Regions from separate parts of the Sus scrofa genome. Here region 1 is linked to region 2. Evidence: chromatin contacts called from public Hi-C data. All regions are on one chromosome and are shown on one strand. The core of a region is the stretch at or near the end of the contact, and the rest is flanking DNA. Distances in the headings are between cores, read along the strand shown.

What was found. A called contact is a pair of places that touch in the nucleus more often than the background predicts.
Region 1: a contact with region 2 is called in a Hi-C map of omental adipose tissue, with 2.7 times the contacts expected there. The contact joins two enhancer-like sites. A contact is called at or near these places in 9 of 47 Hi-C or Micro-C datasets (embryonic fibroblasts, epiblast stem cells, fetal skeletal muscle and 5 more).

The regions. Positions count from the first base shown.
Region 1 is chr5:18,237,553-18,241,445 of Sscrofa11.1, reverse strand. No RefSeq gene overlaps it. Among named protein-coding and RNA genes, the nearest start is that of KRT18, 22 kb to the right of the region's middle. Within about 2 kb of position 2,180, at least 2 of the 83 cell types and tissues checked have an H3K27ac peak or open chromatin away from gene starts, as enhancers often do. A contact at or near this core is called in omental adipose tissue, where this site is marked.
Region 2 is chr5:17,469,904-17,473,818 of Sscrofa11.1, reverse strand. All of the region lies in intron 1 of LOC110260840 (a long non-coding RNA gene), which reads right to left. Among named protein-coding and RNA genes, the nearest start is that of KRT80, 35 kb to the left of the region's middle. Within about 2 kb of position 1,513, at least 9 of the 83 cell types and tissues checked have an H3K27ac peak or open chromatin away from gene starts, as enhancers often do. A contact at or near this core is called in omental adipose tissue, where this site is marked.

The DNA of each region.
Region 1 (3,893 bases), core at 931-3,430, 770 kb before region 2:
TCCCTGGCCTCGCTCAGGTGTGTCCGGGATCCGGCGTTGCTGTGAGCTGTGGTGTAGATTGCAGGCGCGGCTTGGACCCCACGTTGCTGTGGTTGTGGTGTAGGCAGCTGCAGCTCCGATTGGATTCGCCCCCCCCAGCTGGGGAACTTCCAGATGCCGCGGGTGCAGCTGTGAAAAAAACAAAAACCAAAAAAACAAATAAGGTGTCCCTACTGCTGAGTCCTGGGGGAGGTATGGGGTGTAGGAACTAGAAGAGCAGCAGGAAATAGAGGAGCGGGCAGGGGCAGCTGAAGAAACATTGTCTAGGAACAAAGGGTTTAGAGAAGGAGGAGCCGGGAGGGCTAATCTGGGAGACAAATACAGGGTGATGGCAGAGATGAAGGCAGGAACCAGCAGGTGGAGGCCGGATTTTATGCTCTCAACAATGGGACCATGGAAGGTGTTTGTTGGTGGAGGGAATGGGGATAGGTGACTGCAGATGTGGATTGAAAGACAATTCCAGAAGCACAGTGTGGACCCTTGATCAGGGTGAGAGGTGGGGGGCCCATGGTCTCTGCATTTCCCACGCCCCTCACCCTCTGCTGTGGCCACTGTCTCAGCAGGCCCCGAAGCGCCTGGAGTGAGGACTGAGGGAGCAGGGAGAGACCTGGCTCCCCCATTTCCCAATCCAAGGCTTCTCCGGATTTGGGGCCACATCTGGCCAGTGGTTCTGTCCACAGTGGAGCGTGGATGGCAAAGCCTTCCCTGCCTCCTGCGGGCACAGGACAGGGTCACCTGCTCCGGACCAGAGGGCCTGGCACCAAACAGGAAAGGGTTCAGTTCATTGGTACCACTGGCTTTTGCACGCTCTGGCCTCAGCCCAAAGGGGAGGTGGGAGTGGGGAAGGGGAGGGCAGGAGTTCCCATTGTGGCTCAGTGGGTTAAGAACCTGAATAATATCCATGAGGATTCCAGTTCCATCCCCGGCCTTGCTCAGTGGGTTAAGGATCTAGTGTTGCCATGAGCTGTGGTGTCCTTCATAGATGCAGCTCGGATCTGGCGTTGCTGTGGCTGTTGCATAGACTGGCAGCTACAGCTCCGATTTGACCCCTAGTCTGGAAACTGCCATATGCTGCTGGTGCAGCCCTAAAAAGAAAAAAAAAGAAAAAGGAAAAAAAGAGAGAAAAAGAAAAAGGAGAAAGAAGCAGAGGGCAGAAGTTCAAGAGCAAGGGGATGGTTTGGAGCAAGCTCACTGGGTCCAGGGGTGGGGGGTGCATCCCAAAGGCTCAGTCTACCCCCTCAGGCTCCCCAGAGTGAGTGTCTCCTTTCTCTCTTGTGACCCCCAGGCCAGGCCTTACTGGTCCTCAGAAATCAATCCTCAGAACTGTTCCCTGGAATATAGATCCTGGGGCTGGAGAAGGTCTGTCCCGAGACAGGGAATGGAGGTGATGAGGATGGTTCTTGTGGGGCATCGGCTGGGCTCTGTCCGGGGAGGTGTTTCTGGGAAGCTGGGCCCGGGCCCTTTGCAGCTGCTATTATGGGGAGGGAGACAACACCTAGCAGGCGTGCCCGGATCCCAGATCCTTGAGGTTTTTTGTTTTGTTTTGTACTGTTTGCCTTTTAGGGCCGCACCTGCGGCCTATGGATGTTCCTAGGCTCGGGGTGAAATTGGAACTGCATCTGCAGCCTACCCCACAGCTCATGGCAACGCCGGATCTTTCACCCACTGAGCGAGGCTAGGTAGGGAGCGAACTCGCTTCCTCATGGATACTAGTCCGGTTCATAACCCACTGAGCCACAGTGGGAATTCCCACAGACCCTTGGGATTTTGTTCATCCCTCTCCTTGTCCCTGGGGAGGCCACCCACCTTTTTTCAGGCCATGAGCCCCTTCTCTGGCCCCCTGTCCAATGCCCAAACCCCAGGCTGCCTCACTGCGGGGAGGATGAGGCGGGCAGCTGGCCGGACTGTGGGAGAGCACCTCACACAGCCCTTCGTGGGAACGGAGGCCCGCCTCCTGGGCTACCCAGGCTTGGCTCCTCGGGGAGGTACAAAGACCAGTCTGGTGTCTCGTCTCCTGAATGACAGGCCTTCAGCTATTTGACGTCATAGAGAATAGACGGGAACTCAGAGGAGATGGAAGGTTTTGTCAGGGAGGAAAATGGCCCGGAGGGGAAAGAGGTGTATTAGCGTGGCCAGGTGAGTCAGCCTGATGCAACCCAGGTCTCCTGACACTGCCCAGGGCGCCCTTCTTCCCTCCCCAGCTTCTCTTTCTCCAGGTCAAACGTGCCTCTCCTTTGAGATCTTACTTTGATCTGCTTGGTACAATTTCACTTTTATTTGTATGTGCACGTTCTATTTTTATTTTGTTTTTTGTCTTTTTAGGGCCACGCCCTTGGCATCTGGAGGTTCTCAGGCTAGAGGTGGAAACAGAGCTACAGCTGCCCGCCTACACCACAGCCACAGCAGCGCCAGATCTGAGCCGAATCTGTGACCTACACTGCAGCTCACAGCAATTCAGGATCCTTAACCCATTGAACACGGCCAGGGATTGAACCCATGTCGTCATGGATTCTAGTTGGGTTCATTACGCTGAGCCATGATGGGAACTCCTGTATGTGCACAGGATGTGTTCAATCCCTGGCCTTGCTCGCTGGGTTAAGGATCCGGTGTTGCAGCACGCTGCACAGATGCCGCTCAGATCCAATGTTGCCATGGTTGTGGTGTAGGCTGGCAGCTGCGGCTCAGATTTGACCCCTAGCCTGGAAACTTCCATATGCCACTTGTGTGCTGTGAAAAGAAGACAAAAACAAAAACTAAAACAAAACCCCTTAAACCTGGATTGATATCACAAGTTCACAACCCCTGAACCCAACCGAGAGGTCCAGATGGCTCTTGGGATTCAGAATCTTTTAGATTTTAGAAAGGGAACGTACTATGTATAATGTACAAGTAAAAGCACAGCGGGGTTTGATGTGGCACCTGAAACCATGGAATCAGACCCTTTATTATTTCTGCAGGGAGACGTACACCCATTCCCCCCTAGGTGGGGTATATGAAACCTAGAAGCAGCCTCATGTCAGGTTTTGCAGGTAAGTGAATTAATTACAAAGACCTCTGAGTTCCCACTGTGGCTCAGAGGGTTAAGAACCTGACATAGTCTCCATGAGGATGTGGGTTGGATCCCTGGCCTCGCTCAGTGGGTTAAGGATTTGGTGTTGTTGCACCTGTGGTGTAGGTCACAGATGCAGCTCAGATTCAGTCCCTGGCCTGGGAACTTCCATATGCTGTGGGTGTGCCCATTTAAAAAAAAAAAGAAAGAGGAGTTCCCATTGTGGCATAGCAGAAAGGAGTCTGACTAGCATCCATGAGGATGCAGGTTCAATCCCTGACCTTGCTGAGTGGGTTAAAGATCTGGCGTTGCCTTGAGCTCTGGTGTAGGTCACAGACCTGTCTCAGATCTGGCGTTGCTGTGACGTAGGCCAGTGGCCACAGCTCTGATTGGATCCCTAGCCTAGGAACTTCCGTATGCCGTGGGTGCACCCCTAAAAAAAATAGGAAAAAAAAAAAAGAACTCTGGTCCTCAGAGTTTTCTGGAGTTTGGAATTGTTGGATAAGGGATTGGACATTATGCTATTATCTTTTAAGGATGATTGTACAATACTTGGTGGGAACTTGAACAAGCCAAAGAACTTGGGGTGGGGTGGGGTGATAGTTACCTGAAGGTGGTTGGCACATGACAGCTCCAGGGGACCCCAGGAAGGTTTTGCTTTTTTTTTTTTTTTCAGTTGCATCCAAGGCATATGGACGTTCCCGGGCCAGGGGTCAAACCTGCACTGCAGCTGTGACCTGCACCTGCACCACAGCTGTGACAATGCCGTATCCTTAACCCACTGAGCCACAGGGGCTCAGGAAGG
Region 2 (3,915 bases), core at 264-2,763:
AGGGGAGTCCCTCTTGGATTGAGGCGGAATAGCCTGGCACACACCGTATGGGGACCGGGCACAGACCTCACCGACGCCCGTGTGTCTTCCTCTTGTCGAACCCACATCCCTGCCAATCCTATCCCTCCCCAAAATGGCTTTCCTGGGGTTCCCATCGTGGCTCAGCAGAAATAAATGACTAGCATCCATGAGGACGCAGGTTCGATCCCTGGCCTTCCTCGGTGGGTTAACGATACCGCGTTGCTGCGCTTCGGCTCCAATTCAACCCCTGGCCTGGGAACCTCCATATGCCATGGAGGCAAAAAAGGCCAAAAAAACCCTGGCTTTCCTTCCACATCCTCAGAAGTGCCCGTGACATCAACAAGGCCATCTTGCATCCCATCTCACATGACTCATTGGCAGTGAGTCAGGAGCGTGAGAAGTGGACACAAGGCGGGTGAGCAGGAGGACGAGGTCAGCCTTTGGAGAGGACCTCATAGGCACAAGCTCACGGCTGTGTGCAAACGTGAATGCATGCACACAGCACGTGCACGTGTGCACACACGAATACAGGTGTGCTCTGCACACACGTGCTCTTGAGTGTGTGCATATGCCAACACACATGCACAAATATGCCTGTGTGTACAGACAGGAGTCAGATCTCATACGCGAGCACTGCATGCATGCGTGCCTCCATGCTTGCACACGTATCCACACCCACAAGCTGGCGTCCTTAGCCAGACACAGGCCAATACAGGGCAGCCATCAAAGCCTGCAACTACACACATGCACACACACACAGCCCCTCGGTCGATACTCATGTGCACACGTCTACACATGCCTGGGGTAAGACTCTGGAGTCAGTTTGAACTAGACCCTGGTTCAGACCTTGGTCTTACCACTCTCTTGCTCTTGTCTCGCTCTTGGTCTTGTGTATGTGCAGCTTTTCAGAGCCTCAGTTTCTCTGTCTATAAAATGGGTGCCTGTCCGGTTGTAAGGATTAAAGGAACTAATGAATGGATCAGGCTGGCACACAGTAAGCGCTCAGCAGTGGCAGCAGGCAGACCCCATCCTTGGGCCTGCATACGACTGTGACTAGAAAATAATCAGAAGGGTTCCTGGCTGGAGTTTGGGGCAAGGAGGCCCCCCACACGGGCACACACGTGCCCACGCACCAGGGCTGCTGTGTGTTCCTGCTGTTTGTGCGGGCTGCTTAGCTACGAGCCAGGCTGAGGAGCACGTGGGCCCACACGGGAGCCTGGCCCTCCCCCCCCAGCCTGTTGGGACAGGGCCTGGCCAGGATGCCTGCATGCCTGCCGCCTTCCCTCCTCCTCCTGGCCACAGACATGTGGGGTACAAAATGGAGGACTTAGGGAGCCTCTCACGCTCCAAGCCACCGTAGGCTTTGCCCTGTCTGCAGTGAGTTGGGGTGCTGCAGGGGCCTCTCTGAGACACAGGGAGCCTTCCCTGGCGCTCTCCAGCCTGCCTGACACCCCCTCCCCAACTCGAGCTCCCCACAAGCCCAAGGCTTCTGAGCCTATACTTCCAGGAAGGAGGGGGGGCGCGCCCCCACGCACCCCCCACGGCCTCCTGGAAAAAGCAAGCCGCCCACTGTCCCCATGAGTTCCTCTCCCCTCTAAGTCCCCCCACAAAGCCCTGTCCTGCCAGGCCACCCCCAGGGCCACCCCAGGGCCCCGGGCTCGTAGGGAGAGGAACTCCTAGTGCTGGGTCCAGAGCAGAGAACAAGCTGGGCTCAGAGGCTGCCTCTGAAGACCTTCCCAGGATCGGGGACGGCCACACGGCAGGTCATCCCTTCAAAGCGTGCCTTTCTGTCACCAAGCCTCCAACCTCTCGGGTCCCAAAGGGCTGACTGGGACTCCTGCCTTGCCGGTCCTCTCCCCAGGTGGGCAGGGAGCCCCTGGCAAGAACCTGCCATACCTCCACAGTGACAGTGACACACATACTGCCATACTGCAGGCAGCGAGAGCCCCTTTCTTTTGTCTTCTGGAAACTAAACTGGCCCAAAGCTAGGTGTTGCAGCCCACCCAGGCCCTTTGCCTTCCAGGTCCCTCCAAAATAGGTCAGGGCCACCTCACACCTCAGGGCGGGGAGGTACAGAGGGTAACACAGGCACCTGGGGTGACATCCAGCCCCACGAGTGAGGCCAACTACCTCATTTTACGGAGGGAAAGACTGAGGCCCAGAGAGACATGGAGCCTTGCTCTAAGCCCCAGTGGAGCTGGGCCTCCAGGACCCCCACCACTCTCTCTGGAGTTGCCCGGAGCTCTAGCAAACCTCCCACTCGGACCTCTGCTCAGTGTCCTGGACTAATTGGAGGGGCAGAAAGAGAAAACAGGGAACCACAGCCCCAAGTCAGCTGATATTCTGTTGGAAGGCAAGCAGGCTGCAAGGAGACCTCTAGCCAGGACCTAGCCTTACAGCCGACAGGAGTAACAATGCGGAGACAGGGGCACTGCCCAGAGTCCCTTCTGGAACTCCAGGGCTCAGAGCATGGCCAGAATGAGAGAGTCACTAATGTGACCACAGACAGGCCTGGCTTTGGAAAAGGGGACCCTGAATATATCCTGAGACCACACCCTCTCCACCACTACGGCTCTGCCGTTGCAAACCTACTCCCAAAACTGTGGAGGTAAGAAAATGGAAAAAGAGCCCTGGACTGGGAATTAAGGACTCTGGTTCGGGTCCTGCTTCTGCCAGTAACTCCCTGGGGGAATTGAGCCTCAGTCTACTCATCTGCCAAATGGCAGTGGGATTTGTCCCTCCCTGCCCCCTTTGATGGGATGGGGCGGGGGGACCATGAGACCCTTTCCTGAGGAGTCCTGCCTGGAGGAGCTGCCAGTCTTCTGGGGGAGGTGAGCCGGGACGTCCTTTGGCATTGTCCTGGGCCACCGTCTACGAGCCTCTCTCTGGGTCAGTGCTCACAATAGACTGCGGGGTAGGGTCATCGGCCTTACAGATGAGGAAACCGAGGCCCAGAGCCGGGACTCCAGCACAGCTCCGGCTGCCTGCAGCAGGACAGAGAGGAGGTCCCTGGAGAGGGGGCTAGGGGCCTGGGGCTCCAACCACCACCATCAGAGCAGGTGTGTCATGCGGCTGCCGGTGGAGGGTCCTCTGGGCCCCAAACCCAGGAATTCGGGGCTTCTGTTCCCCCCCCACCCCCGCAGCCCTTCTGCGCCCAACCCCACGGCGCCCGGACCGGGGCAGGGCCAGATGTGGCGCCAGGTCCCCGGGCGGGGCTCGGAAGCCTCTGTTCCCGCAGCGCCGACACCTGGTGTCCGCCCGCCCGCGGGTCGGCGTGCCTGGGCAGGGAGGCCGCTCGGGGGCCGCCCGGACCGGACGGGACGGGACGCGGGCGGCGCCACCACATCTGAGCCCCGCCGCATTCCGGGGCACCCCGCCCGGGGCAGGGGCGGAGAAGCCTCCCGAAGCCGGTGGGGCACCGCCCCCTGCCGGCCGCCGCGGGCGGATGCAGATCCGGGAGAAGGCGGCGCCTCCCGGGGTCCCACCACCCCTATCAGTCACTCATCAAACACTGCCTGCAGGTGCCTGGGGCTGAGAGTCCTGCAGAGGGACAAAGGCAGAGCCTTGTTAGAGAGGCCTTGCCCTCTACCCTCTCTGACCTGCCAAGGCTCTCAGGCACTCTGGCAACATCCCGCAATCCCTAGACGGCACCAGCCACAGCCGCTGCACGCCCGGCAGCCAGGCTGCACAGGGCCCTCCAGTTCCTGGGCTCCGCTTGCCCAGGAGGTGGGCAGAGCTGGAGCCTCCTCTCCCTGACTCCCAGCTGCTCACACACCCTCCAAGCCCACCTATCATGTGCTACCCTCCATGCCCCCTCTCCCCCTGCCCACCACCCAGCCAGCCCAGCCTTCCCCACCGGGAACCCAATTCTTGCCTGCCTACTTTCCAACCCCC